2 separate regions of the Sus scrofa genome follow, and region 2 is linked to region 1. A link is a contact called in public HiChIP or PLAC-seq data. All regions are on one chromosome and are shown on one strand. The core of a region is the stretch at or near the end of the contact, and the rest is flanking DNA. Distances in the headings are between cores, read along the strand shown.

What was found. HiChIP or PLAC-seq counts read pairs in DNA pulled down with a chosen protein or histone mark.
Region 2: an H3K27ac HiChIP or PLAC-seq map of alveolar macrophages shows a contact between it and region 1. The contact joins two enhancer-like sites. A contact is called at or near these places in 2 of 2 datasets of contacts at active chromatin or transcription factors (alveolar macrophages and skeletal muscle).

Annotation. Positions count from the first base shown.
Region 1 is chr18:9,445,714-9,451,183 of Sscrofa11.1, reverse strand. No RefSeq gene overlaps it. Among named protein-coding and RNA genes, the nearest start is that of RAB19, 57 kb to the right of the region's middle. Within about 2 kb of position 2,418, at least 2 of the 83 cell types and tissues checked have an H3K27ac peak or open chromatin away from gene starts, as enhancers often do. A contact at or near this core is called in alveolar macrophages, where this site is marked.
Region 2 is chr18:9,613,605-9,619,074 of Sscrofa11.1, reverse strand. It overlaps KDM7A (lysine-specific demethylase 7A), which reads right to left. Exons shown (of 20, transcript XM_003134614.4): 2 at 4,568-4,653. Among named protein-coding and RNA genes, the nearest start is that of KDM7A, 35 kb to the right of the region's middle. Within about 2 kb of position 3,329, at least 1 of the 83 cell types and tissues checked has an H3K27ac peak or open chromatin away from gene starts, as enhancers often do. A contact at or near this core is called in alveolar macrophages, where this site is marked.

The DNA.
Region 1 (5,470 bases), core at 1,169-3,668:
GTCAGCACGGCCACAAATGCCAGAGCATCAAGAATACAGAAAATAAGGAGTTCCCGTCGTGGTGCAGCGGAAACAAATCCGATTAGGAACCATGAGGTTACCGGTTCGATCCCTGGCCTCATTCAGTGGGTTAAGGATCTGGTGTTGCTGTGGCTGTGGTGTAGGCTGGCAGCTGTAGCTCCAGTTTGACCCCTAGCCTGGCCTGGGAGCCTCCATATGTTGAGAGTGTGGCCCTAAAAAGGAAAAAAAAAAATACAGAAAATAAGATAATACAATGAATATAGGTGGCCTTCTGACAGATGGACGCCAAGTAGACAAACACATTGAAAACATTATGCCACGAAGCCAACCACAAAAGACTGAATAACCCCTCTCTATGAAATGTCCAGAACAGGCAAATCCATAGGCACAGAATGTAAATCGCTAGTTGCCAGGAGCTGAGGCGAGGAATGCAGAGTGGCTGTTGAGAGGTGTTGGGTCTTCCTGGGCAGGGGGTGACGACAATGTTCCAAAATTAGTGATAGAGGCAGAGCTCTGTGAACATCCCTAAAATCCACTGCACAGGTGTTTTTTTTTTTTCATTTTTTTCTTTTTAGAGCCACATCTGTGGCATATGGAAGTTCCCAGGCTAGGGGCTGAATCAGAGCTGCAGCTGCTGGCCTACAGCACAGCCACAGTGGTATAGGATCTGAGCCGATGCACGTCTGTGACATCAGATCCTTAACATACTCAGCAAGGCCAGGGATCAAACCTGCATCCTCGTGGATACTAGTCAGGTCTCAATCCGCTGGGCCACAATGGGAACTCCCACTGTACATTTTAAATGGGTGACTTGTATATGTGTAAATTATATCTCAATAAAGCTTTTAATTATTTATTTATTTACTTTGCATTTTAGGGCTGCACCTAAGGCATATGCAAGGTCCCAGGCTAGGGGTCAAATCAGAGCTGTAGCTGCTGGCCTACACCACAGCCACAGCAATGCAGGATCCAAGCTATGTCTGCAACCCACATCACAGCTCAGGACAATGCCAGATCCCTAACCAACTGAGCGAGGCCAGGGATCGAACCCGAATCCTCATTGATCCTAGTGGATCCTTACTATTTAGCCACCACGGGAAGGTTTTTTACTTTAATTCAGGAAGTTCCCGTGTGGAGTGGTGGGTTAATGATCTGGCGTTGCCACAGCTGTGGTGCAGGTTGCAAGTTCGATCCCTGGCCCAGGAACTTCCATATGCCACATGTGCAGCAAAAAAAAAAAAAAAAAAAAAAAAAAAGTGATGTTCAGATGTTCAGAACTTTCCCAAACGAGACATCTGTGGAAGGGAGGTGTCGCTCCTACTTACCCTCAAGGTCTCTGGTCTCCCAGATTTTCTAGCTAGAGATGAGGATTCATACAAGATCTCAACACTGACGCAGGAAACAAGACCCTTTTGATACCTGCGCAGAATAACACAAAAATACTGAGTAACAAGATTATTCTAAGAGCTGAGCATGGAGCAAGCTGGAGCAGGGCTGACTAGACGGGGGAACGCCAAAAATAAGGCCTTTGGAGAGAGGAAAGTGGCTTAGAAAACAACGTGAAAGATGAGTGAGAAAAGTAAGCGAGAAAGAACAGAAGGAATCAGGGAAGCCCAGAGCCTGAGGAAAGGAGAGAGGAAAAGACGTGTCAAGAAGCATCCTTGGGAGTTCCCGTCATGGCTTGGTAGTAATGAACCTGACAAGTATCCATGAGGATGCAGGTTCAGTCCCTGGCCTCACTCAGTGGGTTAAGGAGCCGGCATTGCTGTGAGCTGTAGTGCAGGTCCCCGACACACCTTGGATCCCACGTGGCTGTGGCTGTGGCGTAGGAGCGAAGCTGCCCGCTCGGATTCGACCCCTAGCTGGGAACTTCCATGTGCCGCGGGTGTGGCCCTAAAAAAAAAGACAAAAATAAATATCTTTAAGGCTGTGAGCCTGGGAGGATGAGGTTGCCACTGACGGTTAAAGACAAAGCACAAAATGTGAGAATTAGGGTACAGTGGAGACTCCCAGGCCAGTAATCAGAGAGAACCACTTAATGAATAAGGATCAAAATGTGTGCTGATGCCTAAGGTTACTCAGAAATGTTGCAAGCAGTGTATCAAAGAAAGACCACCAGGAAAGCTATGTGGGAAGTGGGTTTGCAGGGACTGGTGAGAAAATGAAATCTATTCCGCTGGGCTGCCAGCAGGGTATCGTGGTGATTGCCAGGCAATTGAAGATTGGAAAATGAGTAACAAATTGGGGCTAGAGAGAAAAATTTAGTAGACATTGGGATGTTTTAGAAACATATGAGAAAATGAACTTTGTAAAAGCAGAACTGGAGGAGTTCCCTGGTGGCTTAGTGCGTTAAGGATCCTGCGTTGTCATTGCTATGGCTCAGGTTCAATCCCTGGCTCTGTAACTTTCACATGCCATGGGTGTGGCCCAAAAATGAAAAAGAAAAAAAGAAGTAATGGAACTAGAACAGAGGAAATGAAACCTTCATTAAGTTCTACCTCCCACTTACCAGGACTTTATGAGAGGATTGTTCAAAATGATGAGAAGGTAGTTCTGACTTTCTTTCTTTTTTTTCCTTCTAGGTAAGAGCATCTTACAATAGTCCTGACTTCCTAGAGTTTCACAGATGGGAGATGACAAAGCTAAAAATAGAGTATGAACCAGAGTGTCTGGAACACAGAAGATGTTGCCTAGAGAGTTTTCTTAGAATTGAGGATTAGGAGGAAAAGGAGACGTCAGAATGGAGAGAAAGTAGAAAGTAGAATTCAAAGAGTAAGAAAGCAGTTAACAGCATCAAAAGTCAAGAATGGAGCCTGCCAGCTTTAATGAGAAAGCAATGGCTGGGAGTTCCCGTCATGGCTCAGTGATAATGAGCCTGACTAGTATCCATGAGGACACGGGTTTGATCCCTGGCCTCACTCAGGGGGTTAGAGGATCCGGCGTTGCCGTGAGCTGTGGTATAGGTCACAGCCAAGGCTCAGATATGGCATTGCTGTGGCTGTGGCATAGGCTGGCAGCTGCAGCTCTGATTCAAACCCTAGCTGGGAACTTCCACATGCTATGGATAGGGCCCTAAAAAGCAAGAAAGGAAGCAAGCAAGCAACCAATGCCTGGGGGAATAGCTTCAATAAAAATTTAACTTATCAGACACAACCTAGAATAGATTTATAAGGAGATCCTGCTGAATAGCATTGAGAACTATGTCTAGATACTCATGTCGCAACAGAAGAAAGGGTGGGGGAAAAAACTGTAACTGCAATGTATACATCTAAGGATGACCTGACCCCCTTGCTGTACAGTGGGAAAATAATAAAAAAAAAAAAATTTAAGAGGAGTTCCTATTGGGGCGCAGGGGAAACGAACACGACTAGGAACCATGAGGTTGCGGGTTCGATCCCTGGCCTCGCTCAATGGGTTAAGAATCTGGCATTGCCATGAGCTGTGGTGTAGGTCACAGACACGGCTCGGATCCTGCATTGCTGTGGCTGTGGTGTAGGCTGGCAGCTGTACCTCTGATTCATTCCCTAGCCTGGAAACCTTCACATGTCACAGGGGCGGCCCTAAAAAAAAAAAAAAGCAAAAAAAGTTAAAAATAAGAGTAAAAATTTAAGATAAGAAGCATAAAAAGCTGAAAATATTTAAAAAGCTAAAAAAATAAAAAATAAAAGTAAAATTTAAGAAGCATAAAGAGCTGAAAGGGAAGGATGGATGTTGTCTGCAAATACATCAAGCAACAACAGCCGTCTGTGTTGCTCTGGAAGGAGGATTCAGGACCAGTGGCAGCAAGTGCAAGCTCGTCACCCAGGAGGACACATTTGATAACACTTAGAGCCTCGCCAGGAGAGCACGGCCGGATGTGCGGGCGTGGGAGCGTATGTGGGTGCATGCGTGGGTAGACCATACGTTTGCAGACTTGATTACCATCCACAGGAAAAGGGATGGCTGAGGCTCAAAACCGAGAAGCCTGGAGAGAGAGCTGAAAGACCAGAGAGAAGCTAAAGGAGTGGAATTTATTTATTTTGGTCTTTTTGTCCTTTTAGGGCTGCACCCACGGTGTATGGAGGTTCCCCGGCTAGGGGTCTAATCAGAGCTGTAGCCATTGGCCTACACCATAGCTCATGGCAATGCCAGATCCTTAACCCAGTGAGCGAGACCAGGGATCGAACCCCAAACCTCACAGATCCTAGTCGGATTCGTTTCCACTGCGCCACGACAGGAACTCCCAAAAGGAGTGGAATTTAGAGTGAAGTGAAGGCTTCGATTCCCATGCAAAGCAGAGAATGGCCCAGTGGACAAACTCCAGATAATCGTCATGTCTCAGTAAAACAGGTGGGGCCATCACCAGTGGTGACAGCAGCAGGTCACAGATGTGGCTCAGATCCTGCACTGCTGTGGCTGTGGTGTAGGCTGGCAACTACAGCTCTGCTTTGACCCCTAGCCTGGGAACCTCCATATGCCACAGAAAGAGCCCTAAGAAGAAGGAGGAAAAAAAAACAGGTAAGACAGAGGCAGCTAAGCACCAAACAAATAATATTACTTTTGGTACAAAAAATAAAAATAAAAATAAAAAATAGAAAAGATGAGACAGTGGAGGGCTAGTGAGGCTGGCTGGGAAATGGTTTCCTGAACTAGATGGTGCTTGGCCAAGCCTTGAAGGAAAATTAAGATTCGGAAAGCAGAGAGTTAAAAAGGGTATTGCAGACAAGCGTGAATCAACACAGGAAGATAAGCTCTACAACATGAATATACTTAACGTTCTGGAGTTTCCGCTGTGGTGCAGTGGGTTAGGAATCCAGTGTTGTCTCTGCATCGGCTCAGGTCTATGCTGAGGCACGGGTTCGGCCAGGGAACTTCCACAGGCCAGCACAGGTGAGGCCAAAAAAACAAAGAAAAAAGAAATACTTAACACTATGTAACCATACACTTAAAATGGTTAGATGGTACATTTTATGTTATGTGTATTTTATCTCAATTAAACATTTCCTTTTTTTTTTGTCTTTGTCTTTTTAGGGCCGCACCGGAGGTTCGGAGGCTAGGGGTTGAATCAGAGCTGTAGCCACCAGCCTATGCCAGAGCCACAGCAATGCCAAATCCAAGCCACGTCTGCGACCTACATACACCACAGCTCACGGCAATGCCAGATCCTTAACCCACTGAGCAAGGCCAGGGATCGAACCCACAACTTCATGGTTCCTAGTTGGATTTGTTTCTGCTGCGCCACAATGGGAACTGCTCAATTAGGCATTTTTTTTTTTTAATTTAAAAAACAAACAAAAATCTTGGAGTTCCCATCGTGGCGCAGTGGTTAACGAATCCGACTAGGAACCATGAGGTTGCGGGTTCGGTCCCTGCCCTTGCTCAGTGGGTTAATGATCCGGCATTGCCGTGAGCTGTGGTGTAGGTTGCAGACGCAGCTTGGATCCCGCGTTGCTGTGGCTCTGGCAGAGGC
Region 2 (5,470 bases), core at 2,080-4,579, 170 kb before region 1:
TAAGGAGCGTTGCTGTGAGCTGTGATGGAGGCTTAAGACACAGCTCGGGTCTGGCATTGCCGTGGCTGTGGTGTAGGCCGGCAGCTACAGCTCTGATTCAACCCCTAGGCTGGGAACTCCCATATGCCCCAGGTATGGCCCTAAAAAGCAAAAACAAACAAACAAACAAAAATTGCAGATGACTGCAGCATAATGGAAGCACAACAAGTAAGATGACAGTAAATAACTGACAGTTCCATGCTAAGATCCTGTGACTCTATGTAGCCCTGGGAGGCTACAATCTTGAATACACACAGAAACCGAAATCAGGAGACTTGGCTTTGACTCCTTGTTTAGCTATGACTTACTCTGAGACCTTGGGCAAAAGACTTAACATGTCTGGGTCCCATCTCCTCAATGCAGAAATGAAGAAGATGGGCGCTGTTTTACAGAATGTGTTGAAGAACCTTAATGAAAGGGAAGATGGAGAAGAGGCGGAGATGGGAGCTCTGGACCTCACTCCTCTTTCTACCAGGGTGGCATCACCTACACATCTTTGTGTGCAGTATCAATGTAAGATTTCAGTTTTACTCCTCTTTTAAGTTTGAAAATCACCTTTAAGCCTAAACCCCCCATGATTCTGGTCAATGTATCAAAAAGTAAGATGGAGAGCAACATGGATAGACAGTTTCATAGACAGATATGAGTTAAAGTAACTTAAAGTGTTAATAGTGGAATCTAGGTGGTGGCTTTAGAGGTACTTGCTGCAAAATTCTTTCAAATTTTCCTATATGTTTTCCTGCATATATAATAAAACCTTGGTGAGCAGACAACTCTAAGTCTAAATTATTTCCTTTGCCTTACAAAGATCATAATAAAAAAAAATAATGCTGAATTCTCATGGATAAGGGGAAGTCACACTAAATCATCAATAGTGGTGGAAATCAGGCTTATTCATATCAAAAAGTCTAAAGCAAAATTCCCAAGTAATTTATGGCAGTCAGAGCCTCAATATGGAAGAGCAAGTCCCATTTTTTAAACCTCATGGAAAAAACTGACAATCATTAAGCAATCTTCCTAGAAAATACCATTAAGATGTCCTTTGTGTGCTATTCTTTTCTTACTTAAAATTAGTTCTAAAATTCAAGGGTGCAGTTCCCTTAGTGGTGCAGTGGGTTAAGGACCCAGTGTTGTCACTGCTGTGGCTCATGTAGAAGCTATGGCACAGGTTCCAATCCCTGGCTCCAGAACTTCTGCTTGCTGTGGGTGTGGCCCCCCCCAAAAAATTCAAGAGTATTTCATCTCAAGTTTTTTTCCTATATATATATGGGCAACCAATAAGCTGCCAATTACTCTTCCTTGCTATCAAACGTGCTAACTTGCAGGATGTTAGGAGAAAACTACAGCTGTCCTGATGGGCCAGCAGACTCATTAACATGTAACATCAACCACTGCAAGAGCTGACTGAATTTCTTAGAAGGAGGCCACTGAAAGAGTACTTTAACAGTGGTCAGAGGGCAAGGAGAGAAAATTTTGAGTCTGGATTGCATGTGCCTGAGGAGCACTGAGAATATGTGTTTAAGTATTAGGCTAGGCTGGCTGGTGTTTTGCCTTTTTTTTTTTTTTTTTTTTTTTGAGGGGGGGCTGTTTTTTTCATACTGGCCCTCGAGTGGACTTCTTACTAGTCGGGTTCGTAATCCACTGAGCCACACTAGGAACTCCTCAAATGGAGTTCTAAATTCCCATTAAGGGGGTAAAGTCAAAAATTCACCAAATTGATGAATATTACACTGTCTCAATGGTATCTGTAGTAAGGACTCCTGGGGAACTCTGAAAGAAACAGGAAACCCTTGATGGCAAGCAAGAAAGGCCTAAGAGCAGAGAGAAGGGGACCAAAAGGGATACCCAAATTAGGGATGAGGGTGAGCCTTAAGATAAAACAGATTTCTGGAATGGATCTTGGGCATTTTCCTCATGGGTACTTAGTGTAGGAATTTTACCCAGAAGACATCCGATGACTGATCTTATGTTATCCAAGGAGGAGAAGCACATGAAGGGGCAGGTAAGAGTCAAGCTTCTCTCTGAAGCATTGTTATTCAAAGTACAGGTCATGATCCATTATGGATTGTGAAATCAATTTAGTGAGCATAACGAGCTTTTAAAAAAATTAAATCAAATTTAAAAAAAAGAAAATAGAGTGCCTCACATGCAGTAGTGTTTTAAAAACTACATTATTCTGCCTCGCAGTAACCCATTTAACATTTCATAGAGATTAAATTCAAATTATTTCATTTGGGGGTTATTTAAATTCTAAATTGAAACTTACATTTTAGTTCTGTTTCCTTTCTTGATATAACAACCCAGATTATTTATTTCCTCCAAGAATTATACTTGGTCAGTAATTACTTCAAGTTATATACTACATACTTCAGTGCTACACAAAATAAGACACTTTAAAAACATTTATGACATGAATTAGTCAATTACGCATGTAACAGTTCTACCAATTTGCTAACCTCAAATTTTATAGTGTTAACCAACAAAAAAGATAATCTGTATTTTACGAAGAAATATTGTAATGCATTCATATACCTTAAACTATTAAATCTTTAAATTATTGTTAAATTATTAAATTTTTAAATTTTTTATTTTATAGTGGAGTATAGTTGATTTACAATGTTGTGTTACTTTCAGATGTAAAACAAAGTGTTTCGGTTATACATATACATATATCCATTCTTTTCCAGATTCTTTCCCATCTAGGTTATTAAAGAATACTGCGTAGAGTTCCCTGTGCTATATAGTAGGTCCTTGCTGATTAACTATTTTATATATAGTAGTGTGTTCATGTTAATTCCAAACTCCTAATTTATTCCTCCCTTTCCCCTTCAGTTACCATAATTTTGTTTTCTAAGTCTATGAGTCTGTTTCTGTTTCATAAATTAGTTCATTAATACCATTCTTTAAAATTCCACATAAGTGACGTTATATGATACTTGTTTCTCACTTACTTCACTTAGTGTTATAATCTCTTTAGTTTGAACACAAATATGCCAAAATGCAGTCTAAATTTTTAAGAAAAGAAAGTTATAATATAATCCAAAGCCTTTAAAATCTTTACTCTCACATACAATGACTATGAATATTCCAATCTATTCTTCTGAAGTATCTGTCAGAGGCTAAGGATAAATATCTCTTTATGGGTGTTGCTGGTTTGCTCCAGAGGATGCGTGAGCTTCCGTGCCCATGCCCTTGGCCCTCAGGAAGAAGAGTGCAGGCAGACACTTGGTCTGACCTCTGTCTTCCTGGGGACAGAGACCGTCCTACAGGGAAGTTGTTTCAGTCAGAGGACAGCTGGGTAGAACTGTAGGTCATACTCAACATTATGACCACGTCTGGATGACAAAAGTAGTACTCTAGCATACCAACGCCCTAGTTTTCTTCTAAAAGTATAATATGCACTAAAGTCTTATCCTGTACACTGTTCCAAATAATACTGAAATATTTTTGCTTCTTCTTCCAGCCTCACTGAGCTATAACTGACATACAGCACTGCACAAATTTAAGTTGTAGCGCATAATGATTTGCCTTACATATGTCATGAAATGATTACCATAAATTTAGAGAACATACATCATCTCATTATGAAATAAACAGGAAAAACATTTTTTTTCCTGTAATGAGAACGCTTAAGATCCACTTTCTTAACAGCTTTCACAGAGAACATGTATCATGCTGTACATCCCTAGTATTTATCTTATAACTGAAAATTTGTACCTTTTGACTACCTTCATCAAATCCCCTCCACCTCCCGCCTCTAGTAACCACAAATTTATTCTTTTTCTATGAATTTATTTGTCTTTGAAGCATAACTGACCATAATACTATGTTAGTTCCTACTATATAACATAGTGATTTAATATTTTTACACATTTTGAAATGATCACTACAATAGGTCTAGTTACCATTCTTTTTCGTTTTGCTTTTTTTAGGGCCTCACCCATGGCACATGGAAGTTCCCAGACTAGGGGTCTAATTGGGGCTGCAGCTGCCAGCCTATGCCACAGCCACAGTAACGCCAGATCCAAGCCACATCTGCAACTTACACCACAGCTCACAGCAATGCCGGATCCTTACTCCACTGAGAAAGGTCAGGGATCGAACCTGTGTCCTCACGGATACTAGTCAGGTTCATTACCACTGCACCACCAAGGGAACTCAACCATTCTTTAAAATATATGTGTGTGTGTGTGTATAAAGCAATACGACAGCTGAAATCAGTTTCCAGAATCAGAAAAATTTTACCTTATTGCACTTCTCAAATTGAAGGCTTTGAAAACATGTATTTGAGTTTGGGGGTTTTGCACACTGACAATTAAGAATGACAGTATTTTTTTCACTTAATGTTTTGATTTGTTAAATAAGTTATTTAACAATTCAAACAAAAACTGTACTCTCAATATCTGCAGAAAAATCTTCCTTATAGTTCTTGGTGGGTATAATATAACTAGTCAGAGTCTCATTAAAATATTGTCATGTACACATTAATTTCTAAACTTCAATTTCTATTTAAGCTCTTAGTACTTACTCAATGAGGAACCATGTAGAACTGCACAGTTGGGACAGTGATACAGGTCAATGTCAACAGCATGATGTTCTTCTACTCCAACACAGCTAAGAAAAAGAAAAATAAAAACAATACGTAAATAAGTGGAAAATCTTAACTATAATAGATCAGTTAGAATTTAAATGAAAAATGTACCACAACCTCATCAACAAATTTTGTAGAGTACAGAAACATAAGAATACATTTTATCCTTCCCTACATACTTGCTGAATAATTGTGTGTCGCATAACCTACCCAAATACATGGGAAGTGACTGACTAGGATAGACACATGCTGGACCACTAAGCAAGCTTTGGTAAATTTAAGAAAACTGAAACCAAAATCATATCAAGCACCTCAGTATGACCACAACATTATGAGGATAGACATCAACTACAAGAAAAAAAATGCAAAAATCACAAACATGTGGACGCTAAACAATATGCTAGTAAACAACCAAGGGATCACTGAAGAAATCAAAGAGAAAATCAAAAACTACCTAGAGACAAATGAAAATGAAACACATCAACCCAAAAACCTATGGGATGCAGAAAAAGTAGTTCGAGGAGGGAAGTTTATAGCAATATAAGCTTGGCTCAGGAAACAAGAAAAACCTCAAATAACCAACTTAATCTTACACCTAAAGCAACTACAGAAAGAAGAACAAACAAAACCCAAATTTAGGAGAAGGAAAGAAATCACAAAGATCAAAGCAGAAATGAATGAACCAGAGACTGAGAAAACAAGAGAAAAGATCAGTGAAACTAAAAGCTGGTTCTTTGAAAAGATAAACAAAATTGATAAACTGTAACCCAGACTCACCAAGAAAAAAGGGAGAGGGCCCAAATCAGTAAAATTAGAAATGAAAAAGAAGTTACAACCGAT